Linked DNA regions of Mus musculus: region 1 is linked to region 2. Evidence: chromatin contacts called from public promoter capture Hi-C data. All regions are on one chromosome and are shown on one strand. The core of a region is the stretch at or near the end of the contact, and the rest is flanking DNA. Distances in the headings are between cores, read along the strand shown. Region 1 holds the start of Pdia3 (protein disulfide isomerase associated 3). Region 2 holds the start of Chac1 (ChaC, cation transport regulator 1).

Region 1 (6,601 bases), core at 3,539-6,038, 2.1 Mb before region 2:
GTTAGGCTGAGTTATATTGAAAGGAGAGAGAAGGCACTTGACGATGATTCATGTGTTCAGCTCACTTGCTCAAGACATACTCTCACTAGGTAGCCCTGGCTGTCGTAGAACTTATAGCAATTTTTCTTCCTCTCCCTCTTAAGTGTTTTAAACCCAGTTTCCAAGGGTTAAAAAAGCATACATTTAAGGCTATGTTATCTGGTTTGCGTCTTTAAGTAAGGCTTCAGAGAGGAAAGCTTATTCAAGTAAGGTGAATAGCAGAGCTAATACATAACAAGTCTGTTTTCAGACAATCATGAAAGCAAGAAACACGTGTTATGATTACAGTTAACAACATATAGCACTTGAAAGGAAACAGAGAGGTAACAGTCATCTAGATTCACATAGCAGATAATGCTTAAGTATCAAAAGAATTTGATTTCATCTTTTCTTGGGGCAGGATCTTTTTCAAACTTTCAGTCTTCTTTCCTCAGCTTCTGAAACCCTGAGCTAAGAGGCATAACACTAAGCCTGGCTGTTGCCGTTTTTTCTCTATTGTAGCAGTAAAGCGGAAGTTAACATCTTTACCTCACCTCTCCTGAAAAATAAGAGAAAAAAATTGACCACTTTATAAATACACATAAAAATAGTCAGGGAAAACCAGGTGTGATGGCAGGTGGATCTCTGAGTTTGAAGCCAGCCTGGTCTACACAGTGATATCTAGCCTCCAAAAAGAAAAAAGAGCATTAAAACAAATTATGTATGGCTGATGATGAGAATCCCCAAAGGCACATACCCATAATACCAGCCATTTCACCAGCCCATTTTGAGACAGTCTCATAAGCTTAAGGCCAAACCAGGCTTATAAACCACCCCTTTACCTGGGGGGAGGGATAAAAGAGAGGGAGAGAGAGGAAAAGGGAAGGGCGAGGAAAAAGAGAATGAATTCAAGATGGAGATATAGGACAAAGTTGGAATGAAATCTCAAATGCTGAAGAGATGACTGGGAATAAGAAAGGAGATCCAAGTTAAGATACAGAGAAGAATAGACTAAAACCAGCCAGCCAACCAACCAATAACAAACACTAGGCTACATGTGATGGAGAACACTAATTGCAGCACTCAGGAGACAGGGGCAGATGAATCCCTGTGAGTTTAATACCTGCCTGGTCTACATAGTGAGTTCCAGTACAGCCAGAGCTACATAGTGAAACCATGTCTCAAAACAGATAAGTTAAAAAAAAAAAAATTAGCGCCGGGCGTGGTGGCGCACGCCTTTAATCTCAGTATTCGGGAGGCAGGGGCAGGTGGATTTCTGAGTTCGAGGCCAGCTTGGTCTACAAAGTGAGTCCAGACAGCCAAGGCTACACAGAGAAACCCTGTCTCGAAAAAAAAAAAAAAAGCATTAAACATTAATTTTAGAGGTTGGAGACATAGCTCACTGGGTAAAGTGCTTGTACTGCAGACACTAAGGACCAGAGTTTCAATCTCCAGCATCCAATGTAAATCCTAGGCAGTAATGGTCACCCAGCTGTAATTCTAAAGCCCTGGGAAGGCAAGAATCACTAGCACCATGAACTGCATAACAAGTGTTATTTATTGTTACTGTTGTAGAGGGTAGCATAGTACTCAGCGCCAAGCACAAGTTAAAGTCATATGCTTGATCCTTAGTACTACAGGGGAAAAGAGTATCATAAAAATCTACAACACAAGTAGATGTTTAAGACTTAAAACATTTAAACACCGCTATTTCTCACAGAGAAATTAAGATACTCATATCTCTACAAATACACAGGTTAGCAAACAGTGTAATTCACACCTGTAATCCAAGTATTTAGGTGGTGAAGACAGGATGACAGCCCATGGCCAGCCTCCAGTACATAAAATCTTGTTTCAAATAAAACAAAACCTCATAACCTTAACAGTGGCCTGCAAAGAAATCTTTCACTTTCACTTACAAAGTTAAAGAGGTAGATCTACATGAAGATGGAACCTAGAGCCCAGGTTGAGGTACCCAAGCTCTTTGTCTACTGTACTAAGTTCCAGACTCCATTTTGACCCCTACCACTTAGAGCACTTATTTCAAGTTATGGGTGTGTGCACATGAATGCGAGTGCCCAGGAAGGCCAAAAGGCCACACTCTTCAGTTTCCTTTGCAAAAGCCAGTGCTCTTAACTGCTGAGCCAGCTTTCCAGTCCCCATTTTACTATTACATTTCTCGATTGATGTGGTGGTACACACCTCTAATCTCAGTACGCAGAGGCGGGTGGATCAGGTCCAGGTCAGCCAGAGCTATACAATAAAACCCTATCTCAAAAATTTCTATTTGCGCGCTGGAGAGATGGCTCAGTGGTTAAGAGCACTGACTGCTCTACTGAAGGTCCTGAGTTCAAATCCAGCAACCACATGGTGGCTCACAACCATCCGTAATGAGATCTGGCACTCTCTTCTGGTGTGTCTGAAGACAGCTACAGTGTACTTAGATATAAATAAACCTTAAAAAAAAAACTGGGTAGTGGTTGCACATCCTTAAAAAAAAATTTCTATTTGCTAACAGGGGATGGTACTGCTGTTATATGCAAGGGAAAAGAGTAAATCAGTCAATCAATTAATCAATCTCCAGAGCTTGGTGTGGTGGCTATACGCTCAGCATTTGGGGAGACTCAAGGGTAAGGAATTCGAGCCCAACCTGAGCTACTTAAGACTTTGTCTCAGAAAAACAAGCAAACTAACAAATTTAAAAAAATTTTTACAACTGTTAAAATAGATGAGTATGTAGAAATAATGAAATTACTAACAGGAGACTTCCTTCACTTTAAACTGCCTCCTCAGAAAACCAATCTTTCCTACTGGCAATGTGGAAGATGACTTTATCTTCTCAGCCAACTAAAAGCAGACACCACAGCAGAAATCCACGCAACTCTTAAATCGCTCAATGTACGATGGGATATGTAGTCTTGTGGAAAGCAGGCACAACAATTTTTAGTAGAAAGACAAGTCTGAAGTCAGGTGCCTGGGGCATTCAGAATAAAAGGATCATGAAATGAAGGCTAACTAGGCAATAGGAGACCCTATCTCAAAAGAAAAAGAAAAAAAAAAGAGGCTAGAGTAAGAAGAGGTCAGCCTAGAGTGTACAGAGACTTGTTTCTTAAGAATATATATGTTCTCATGTGTGTGTGTTTCAATGGGGATTGGACATGCTAGGCAAGCACTGAACCATATTCCAAAGCCTTGACTAAAAACTCTAATTGTGTAAGAGCCCACAATTCTTCAATTGTATGACCTCCTTCAGACAAAGAAGCCAGACCCAAGCGACACCCCCTCAGTTAACAGCACCATTATGTAACTATGATAAATTCGGAGAGAACACGAATTCTAGAGACATATAGATGCTATCTATAATGTGTAATCAATGTGACTGTCAACCACAGAAGCCTGAACTGAAACACAATTTGCTTCCTGCCTCTTTAGGCAGTCTTCACTACAGGACTTTTGAGTGTGACCATCTAAGTCAGAGAAGCTAGAGATGTTAACAATCCCACTGGGTCAGAAGCAAAGGTAAGTTACAGTGTAACTATCACACTCTGTCTTACTGATACTTTTGAACAGGTTTGAATTAAGGGTCATTGTGCTAGGAGGGAAAAAATATTGACATCCTCTAAACTGTATGCCCTTGTAATAAATAATTGGTAAATTATCCTATCCACTACTCTAAGTGACAAAACTAGAAATCCTATTTGCTCTCCCTTCCCAAGCAAAGTTTTTATTTGGGGTCACACCCACTCGATAGAACTTACCCTTTTCTTAGGTTAAGCAGTGGTAACTTTCTTATCCAGAATGTTATCATTTTCTAGAATTATTTAATACTGAAATTATGATAGGTCCTAGTGAAATAATTCTTGTTGGTTTACTCTTTTAATAAGAGGCCTCTGCAGCTTAATGTAAAATAGTGTAAGCCATGCCATGAACCAACTAATGGCCTGTCTCAAGAAAGCACTTAGGATCTTTCTGCAGCTACAGAGTGACCTTGGTTAGAAACCAATGGCTCTAATGGGGTGGAGACAAAAAGAGAAAAAAAAAAAACCCCAGAACCTCACCACTTAAAAGAGGACCTCTGCCTCCTCTCTGAAGGCTTTGGGATGCCAGCCTTGTCTGCAGACCTGGGGACACATACACTGACTCACCTAGATACTGAAAGATAGACCGGAGGGGGAGGGGATGGGAGAACCCTCCACATAGGAAGTGCTGCAAGAACGCGGAGGTAAGGACGTGGCCCTACCCTGGAGTTTAGGCTTTCTGCTTTCCGGATCTGCCCCCGTCCCCACCCTACCTCGTCCTCACCCCACCCCCCACCCCGGGCGGAGCGCCTCCCGGTTCCCCACCGACTGGCAATGAGGCAGCCGCAGCCAGGCCTGCTAGATAGTGGAGGGCGCCCGCGCTGCGTAGGCCCAACCGCTCCCGCGCCCAGCCGGTCCTCCGGCCCTGATCCCGCAAAGTGGCCTCACCAGGGGGCGAAGAACTCGACTAGCATGAGCCCCGCCGAGCCCGTGTCGGAGACGCGACTCTCGAAGTTTTCGTCCGTCAGTTCCAACACATCGGAGGCGGCGGCGAGACGGGCCGAGGCGAGCAGCAGCGCCACGCCCGGGAGCAGAGCTAGGCAGCTGAAGCGCATGGCGGCGGGTCGCGGTCGGAGGGCCGGGACCGGAGAAATGAGATGGGAGAGCCCGCAATCTGCAGCCGCTTGCCTGCGCTCGCGCGTCTGGCCCGGGCAGACCCGCTGCCGAGGTCCCAACCCCCTAGGCCTGCTCGGGGCCCGCAGTGTGGCAGCCGCCGATTGGCTGCGTCACGCAGCGTCGGGCGGGCGGAACAGCTGGTAACTGCCGATTGGCGGGCGCGCGGGGCGAGGCGGGGCGGACGCTTAGGCGAACGCCCGCCGGTCTGGCTGTGGCGGAGGCCTGGACGGGGGGTCGGTGGGAAGTAGGGGGCTCAGCGAAGCCGGAGCGGCCCTGAGCGCCACCCGCTGGGGAGGAGTGAAGCTCTGGGCGCCGGCGCGGAAGGCGGAGGGGTGAAGTCAGGGCTGAGTGGGCGGAAGTGAGGCCCGCGAAAGGGCTGGAGGGGAGCTTGAGCTGTCTGTCCGGCTCCCTCCCTCCGGGGCATTGGGGCGCGCACGCACTTGAGCGCACCGCGACACGTTTTCCAAATGTCAGGCTGTTGCTTTGTCCAATTATAGGGCGTAGTAAGTCTACATCCTGCCGCTGCCCTACCTCGTATCCTGCTTTGTCAGGTCCACGTGAGGTCTGTATTCTTTGTCCAGCCTTAGGCCTCTGCCCTCCCTGCCTGCTGCTCCCCCCCCCCCCATTGTTGTTTGTTGGTTTGTTTGAGAGGGTGGGTAGCTGAGGATTGAGCCCAGAACCTTGCACATTGCTGGGCAAGTGATCCAACACTGGATTACATCCCTAGTCCTCTTTTGACTTTTTGAGTCATGTTCACACCAAGGTGTCCAGGCTGGCCTTGACTTCATACTGTAATCCGCGAAGGTCTAGAACTTTCCATCCTCTGGCCTCAGCCTCTCGAGTGGCTGAGACTGATAGTGTGCACTACGTACTAATAGGCACAGGCTCAGCTTTCACCTTTTTTTTTTTTTTTTTTTTTTTTTGAGGCAAGGAGGATTGGCTGCCCTGGAACTCACTATATAGACCAGGCAAATGTGGAACTCAACAGAGATCCACCATCCTCTTGAGACTGGAATATCTGTCTACACTGCCTGCCTTTTAAACTGATTTTTGTTTGTTTTTCAAGATAGTTTCTCTGTGTAGCCCTGGCTGTCCTTCACTAGGCTGTCTTTGAGCTCTGAGATTTGCCTGCCTCTATCTCCAGAGCGCTGGGATCCAAGCCATGGGCCACCTGCCTAACATTTAAGCCTAATTTTCAAAAAGAAGTGTTTAATTACAAATGCTGTCAGAAAGTGAAAATAACCCGAATATTTAGTTAGCTGTGAAGATATTTCTTATGACTTTTGTTTTTGTTTTTTTTTTGTTGTTGTTGTTGTTTTTGGCTTTTCGAGACAGGGTTTCTCTGTGCAGCCCTGGCTGTCCTGGAACTCACTTTATAGACCAGCCTGGCCTCTAACTCAGAAATCCGCCTGCCTCTGCCTCCCAAGTGCTGGGATTAAAGGCGTGCACCACCACTGCCTAGCTTCTTATGACTTTTATGTCTTTTGCTTAGATGAAAAACAAAATCCGTACCGAACAACAACAAAATACCTTTGAGTCTTTCAATGTGTTTATTCTTAACTGCTCATAGCTTTTTTTGTGTGGGCTTCTTGAATCTCTAAAAGGCAAAGAAGCTGGGGGAGGAGAGAGCCTGCTAATTGTAGTATAATTCTTAAGCATGACATCCTTGGTTCTACTTTCTTAACAGACATGGCACAAGAACAAGGACATTTCCAGCTGCTCAGAGCTGATGCTATCCGTTCAAAGCTCATTGACACTTTCTCGCTCATAGAGCATTTGCAGGGCTTGAGCCAAGCCGTACCAAGGCACACTCTCCGGGAGATACTTGGTTAGTAACCCTCATTCACACTAAACGTGATATTCCTGTCCATATCCTCAAGAGAAAGTGA
Region 2 (6,796 bases), core at 388-2,887:
TGTATGGACGTGTGTGCCTGGCGACCTGTGATCTTGGTGGTCAGTCAGAAGAGTCTGATTCCCTGGAACTGGAGCTACAGATTGTGAGTTACTGTGTGGGTGCTGGGTATCAAATCCAGGCCCTTTGGAGAAGCAGAAGGTGCTTCTGACTCCTGAGCCATTTCTCCATGAAGCTTTAAAAAAAAACTAACGTGTTTGACTGGCTGCTGAGCCACCCAGAAGCAATACCCTTCACCCTATTTCCCTTGAGTTTTGTTTATTTTGAGACGTCTCATATAGTACAGGGTGTCTGACCCAGGATTCATTATGTAACCAAGAATAACTCTGAACTCACAGAAATCCATCTTAATAAGACCCTCCCTCAAGTGATTCTCCAAGAAGCATGGAGTAAGCTAGCTACACTTCCACTCTCCCCACACAAGAGCTCTGACCCTCTGCACCCTGATACATCAGACCCCAGGATTCTCTTCTTGACTGCACACTTACCTCACGGTCTTCAAGGAGGGTCACCACTCGGCCAGGCTAGACAGGGAAGAAAGGTTTTGAAAAAGACAAATTAGATATTAGCACTTCCGAAAGGACTATGAATGAACCTTATTGACATGGGGGGCTTGCCTGTCATGCACAAGACCTTAGATTCAATCTCCAGCAACACACACACACACACACACACACACACACACACACACACACACACACACACCTTTAGTCCTGTTGTGACTTGAACCTGTAGTTCCAGCACTTCAGCACCAGAGAGAGAGATTTGTCACAAGTTTGAGGCCACATAGCAAGAAATAGGTAAGATGGAGGAGGGGGAAAAAGAGGGGGGAGAAGAGGAGGAGGAAAAGGAGGAGGAGGAGGAAGAGGAAGAGAAGAACAAGGAGGAAGAGGGAGAGGAAGAGAAGAGGAAGAGGAGGAAGAGGGAAAGGAAGAAGAGGAAGAGAAGGAAGAGGAGGAAAGAGTGCCAGCCTAAGCCCCAAGCCTGGGAGAGGACCTTTCATCGAGTGACATGGAGTGATGGGCAGATGTGGAAGAGACAAACAACGAGCGGCCCAGATTAGTAACCAGCACAAGAATCCACAGGTGCAATCACCAACCTGATTTCCAGGCACACAAATTTAAACCACAAACCAGGTTTACAATTTTCTCTTAGTTAGCCCAGGGTCCCTGCCACTCCAGGATACGAGTGCCCACTCTCCTGCCAACCCCACTCCACTCCTCTGGGCACAGAAGGATGCTCACCATCTTGTCGCTGCCCCTATGGAAGGTGTCTCCCTGCCAGAACCGTCGGCTATAGCCACGAACGAAGCCCACACGGCTGTCACTATAGGCAAAGTCCGGCTTCCACACTAGGGAGCCGTACCCGAAAATCCACAGGGCTTGGGGGTCGCCATCCCCCCAGGAAGGCTGCGCGGATGATGGTGCAGGGGACAGTGAAGGAGGCGGAGTGCTCTGGGATGCGGACTCCTGCTTCATGGTGCCGGGCGCAGGGACGGACCCGGGTGGCCTCCGAGACTGGTCTCCGGCACGGGCACGGAAGGACCGACGGACGCGTACACCTGGCCTGGCACCGATCGGTCGTTCCAGCTGAGTGGTCCCTCCAGAGGCGCTCTTTAAACCCTCCGGCCAGGAAGGCCCTCAGACTGCCTCCAGCTGTCCCTATGATTGGGGCGGGGCAAATCTCTTTCTGGCCAATCACCTTTAGATTTTGCTTCTCGGTTAACCGCGCCGCCCTCCGAGTGGGTACCAGAGCAGCCCGCCCCAGGGCCAACGCGCGTGCTGATTGGTTCGGCTCCTCCTCCCGTGGCAGACCTGGCAGGAGTGATGCAACGGCAGGGAAGGTTTCCCCAGAACTGGCATGCAGCAAGGGCGAGTCAGATTGCGTCAGGCTGCTGGCACCGGGAACGGGCCTTAGAATGGGCGCGGGCACCCGCCGTCTCCCGGGAAGGCCCTCTCAGTGGTCTAAACGGTGTCATCCCTGCAGTCCAGCCGGTGCACCTGGCAGAATCATTGCCGCCCAAAGCAGTGGCCAGTGCAGGGCACGACCAGTAGGAATACTTTGGGCGGCACGAATTCTTGCCTTTGGGGCCCCGCCTAAAAGCACGCACTGCAGAGAAGCTGTTTTGGACACCCTCCGCATTCCACTCTGGTGCCTCATACTGTTGCCCACGTGAACAGCTGGAGAAACTGAGTCACGGGGTGGTAAGGGGTTTTGCAAAGGCTGTAGTTGAGTCAGACTGGTTGGCACAAGCATGCAGGCCTCACGTGACGGCTACACCCGGGCCAAATGTGAGACCCCTGAGTTCAGGCGGGTTAGAAGAAAAGTCAAAACTAGACAGCCTTGGGCAGAGTAGTCACATTGAGGATGACTGTTAGTACCTGTGGTACAAAGCTACAAAGAGAAGAATGCCAGGCCACTTTCACCCCATGGGTACGGGTTTCATTCTCTCTAGCTTGAGATCTTGCAGCAGTGGGCAATTTACATAGGTACCAAAGTTTGGAGAAACGTTGGTTAAGGACAGCACAGAGGACTAAGGGCACCTGCAGCCTTTTCCCATAGCTTCTTGCCAGGCAGTGGGTATGGGCCCTGGCACTGACGTGGGCAACCAGGCACCAGCCATCTCCTTGGAAGTTCCTCTCTGCCTGAACCCTGCAAGAGTCACCATTGGGCTAGGTAGTGGTGTCACACTCCTTTAATCCCAGCACTTGGGAGGCAGAGGCAGGTAGGTGGATTTCTGAATTCCAGGCCAGCCTGGTCTATAGAGTGAGTTCCAGGACAGCCAGGGCTGCACAGAGAAACCCTGTCTCAAAAAATAGAGGGGAAAAAAAAAAAAAAACAGTCACCATTGGCAGGTCTCAGGATCTGTCTCCCCAAGAGCTCACCCTCTCTGGTGGAGCCAGTGCCACCCCAAACTGCAGGATGGAGGAGAGGTCGAGTTTTGCTTCCTAGGCAGCAGCAAGAGGCAGCCTCTCTGGGCATCTCTCATTGGGAAAGGGAAACAAAGAGCAGAAGGCCTTTCACTAGGGTGAACAAACAAGAGTGAGCTCCCTGGAAGTGGAAACTCAGTGAGTCTCCTTATTTAACTCAAAATTGTATGCACAGGGTAGATCCATCCCAAAAGAGATCCATCCCAAAAGTGTCTACACAATTGCCTCTCTCTCTCTCTCTCTCTCTCTCTCTCTCTCTCTCTCTCTCTTCCACTATCCTCTAGCTGGACTGACCTGGAATTACTATACATACATGCCTGAGATTCACAGAGAAACTCTCAAGCCTAGCATTCAGGAGGCCGAGGATAGAGACCTAGAGAATCGGGCCAGCATGGGCTACAAAGCAAAACCATGTCTCTAAATGAATAAATGTATGGATGAACGGAGTGGAAAGAAATACTCTTAAAAGTTGGAGGAACTTGTGTTTGTTTCGTTGGCGGGACTAGAACTCGAGTCCGCACACCGGTGTGCCTTATGCCTGATGTGTGTGCCTACCCCAGGCCTGGGCTCCCTGTGAGGCTCATGCACTACTTTTTTGTTTTGTTTTGTTTTGTTTTGTTTTGTTTTGTTTTGTTTTGTTTTGTTTTGTTTTGTTTTTCGAGACAGGGTTTTTCTGTGTAGCCCTGGCTGTCCTGGAACTCACTGTGTAGACCAGGCTGGCCTCGAACTCAGAAATCTGCCTGCCTCTGCCTGCCAAGTGCTGGGATTAAAGGCGTGTGACACCACGCCCGGCACATTCTACTTTTCTGAATGGAAAATTGTTGAGAAAAATGGTGGTATCTGGTAATTTTCCTGCTTGCCACCACTGTGCATGTTTATTCTCCCCTTTCTTTCCTTTCCACTCTGCGAGTCCCTCTTAGTACTGCCTTTCGGCCGGGTCTTACAAAGAATACCCCCTGAGAATCTTCCCTCATGCCTCAGGTGGGAGATGGAAAACTGATGCTCCTTTGAAGATATGAATCAGTAGGGAAAACAATCCTGTGACCCCCTCTTTCCACTCCAGGGAATTCTTCAAAATATGAACAGAAGCCATGCGCCTGAAATTTTAATGTTTGTTATTTATGGCAGCAAAAGCAAAGGAGGAAATACTTAAATACCTAAACACTGAGTAAGGTGTCAGTCCACATGATACAGAGTTGCACAAAGAAGCACAGAGAAAACAAGTTTCCAGGCATATATGATAACAAAGTCACTACACTTAACTAAATCTGTGAAGCTATTAGACACAGTTCTATATAGCTGTGCTTACTGGCATTGAAACACTAGCTATGGTGTATAATTACATGAAAAGCAGGTTGTAAAATAACCTAATATAATTTTTCAACTTAAAAAAAAAAGTCTGAGATGGAACTGAGTGGTTGAGTATTTGCCTAGCATGCGTGAAGCCTGGGCCTCATTCTCAGCTCTCAGAAAAGAAGCAGAGTATGTATGTGCGCTTATGTGCATGGAAGAATCTGGAAAAGCTCATTAAAATGCTCAGAGTGAGCACCTCCAAGTCTTTACATGGCCTGAGGACAGAATGGCAGGAAATTTGGACTTTGTCGTTTTATATTCTGGTAGGGATTTTAAAAAGAAAAGATAAGATATTTTTAAAAGAAGCTTAGATCTTCTGCCAAGGGTGATTGCCCACATCTGTAATCCCAGCACAGGGGAAAGCTGAGGCAGGAGGATCGTGGGTTTAGGGTCAGCCTGGGCTATATAGTGAGATCCTGTCTCAAAACAACAAGGCTATTTTTCCTTCATTTAAAATCAGTATGTATTAGGAAGATATTCTAGTAAAAATGCCGATGACTGCACAGTAAACCAAAAATGCAGGATACAGACAGTCAAGTGAGCAATGGTAAAACAACCAAAATCAACAGACAGGGTGTGATGGCTCAGGACCGGGAACCCCAGCACTGTGGAAGCTGAGGCAGGAGGCTTGCTACAAGTAGGAGGCTAGTCTTGGCTACATAGTGAGTTCCAAGTGAACCTACTCTACTGTGTGAAATCCCTTTGCAACAAACAAATAGTGGGCGTTGCAATTAAGAAATGTTTAATGGGATGATTGATCTTTGCTATATTTAACCTATTTCATGTGTACGTGGGTAGGTATATGCACTCAGCCATGGGTGACGATCACAGGGCAACTTTTGGGAGTCCCAGAGACTCCAATTTAGGTCATCAAGCTTGTGGCAAGCCCTTTTACCCACTAATCCAGCTCACCACTCCTGAAATGTCATTTTTGTTTGTTTTTGTCTGTTGGAATGTAGCTGACGATGATCTTAAACTTCCCATCTTCCTTCTTCTACACCTTTAATGCTGAGTTGCAGCTGTGTATCAGCAACTCTGATTTGTGCAATTCTGGGATGAGAGCCGGGGTTTTGTGTATGCTGGGCTAGCATGTTAGCAACTGAGCTACGCCTCCAATTGGAATTTATTTTTTATTTTTTGAGGCAGAGTCTCACTATGTAGCTCTGGCTAGCCTAGAACTCCCTACATAGGCCCCAGTGACCTCAAACTTGAAGAGCTCTGCCTGCCTCTGCCTCCCAAGCACTGGACTGCCATCCTGAAACATAAATTTTAAATAATAACAAAAAGTTACTTTCAAATCTTAGTGCTTGGCTGGGCAGTGGTGGCACATGCCTTTAATCCCAGCACTTGGAAGGCAGAGGCAGGTGAATTTCTGAGTTTGAGGTCAGCCTGGTCTACAGAGTGAGTTCCAGGACAGCCACCAGGGCTACACAGAGAAACCCTGTCTTGAAAAACAAAAACAAACAAAAAACAAAAACAAAAACAAATTCTTAGTGCTTTCCTGATGAGTAAGTAGTAAACACCAAAAGAAGAAATACAAAACTATCCAAAAATAGTTAATTGTTCAAGTAAAGTATGCTCGATTCACATGGCAGAAATGTTTTAGCGAGAATCTTAGTAGCGGTTTCTTTTAAAAACACAGAAATAGTGCAGGAATATGTTTTTGTTAGTCCCAGGTGTGGGGATATGGGGCTACTTCACAGCAGGTGACTGTGACTTGCCTCCTGCTCTAGCAGAGGTATGGTTTTGCCAGCTTTAGATAGTTTTGTCAAGTGTGTGACATTTGGAATTCTGGGGATTTTTCAGAGAATGTATAAATGCTAGCGTCCCTATGGAAGGGGCTGGGTGGCTGGTTGGTGGTTGGATTCAGTTCGTGCAGAAGAGATGAGAAGAGATTAGATATCTTTTTTTTTTTTCTTTTCTTGGTTTTTCGAGACAGGGTTTCTCTGTGTAGCCCTGGCTGTCCTGGAACTCACTTTGTAGACCAGGCTGGCCTCGAACTCAGAAATCCACCTGCCTCTGCCTCCCAAGTTCTGGGATTAAAGGCATGCGCCACCATGCCCAGCGAAATTAGATATCTTGACAGCAAAGATCAAGCTTGCCCCAAGGAACTCAATGCCCCTTATCAGCAGGAAGGAGTCTAAGGCTAATGTTATCCCCTTTCCCCTCTATCCTATTTCTCTCTCTTACTAATGCTAGGGAGGTTGAAAAGTTGGTGGAAAAGGGTAGAGAAGGATGGAAAAAATAAAAACTCACAAAGTACCCAGAAGTCCAAACATACACATAAGCACACATTTACAGAAAAACTTAAACATCCAACCATAGGTGGTAACATAAAATACATACAGCCCATTAAATCTGTGAATCCATTGGGAATAATTCTCCGTGCCTGTATGTACTAGCATGGAAATTCCACTATAATGTATAATTAAATGAAAAGGCACACGTGTCTGGATCCCCTGGGTAACACCTCCATGATGTTCTTCTTCAGGTTTCGTCCTTCCCAACCAAAGAT

The links. Promoter capture Hi-C pulls out the DNA fragments that hold promoters and counts their contacts.
Region 1: a promoter capture Hi-C map of liver shows a contact between it and region 2, with 3 times the contacts expected there. The contact joins the promoter of Pdia3 here to the promoter of Chac1 in region 2. A contact is called at or near these places in 2 of 39 promoter capture datasets (both in liver).

What each region holds. Positions count from the first base shown.
Region 1 is chr2:121,412,089-121,418,689 of GRCm38.p6, reverse strand. Pdia3 (protein disulfide isomerase associated 3) reads right to left here and starts at 4,788. Exons shown (of 13, transcript NM_007952.2): 1 at 4,485-4,788. The coding sequence starts at 4,651. It overlaps Catsper2 (cation channel, sperm associated 2), which reads left to right and starts at 4,898. Exons shown (of 13, transcript NM_153075.3): 1 at 4,898-5,274; 2 at 6,400-6,540. The coding sequence starts at 6,402.
Region 2 is chr2:119,346,083-119,352,878 of GRCm38.p6, reverse strand. Chac1 (ChaC, cation transport regulator 1) reads right to left here and starts at 1,637. Exons shown (of 3, transcript NM_026929.4): 1 at 1,243-1,637; 2 at 487-522. The coding sequence starts at 1,476.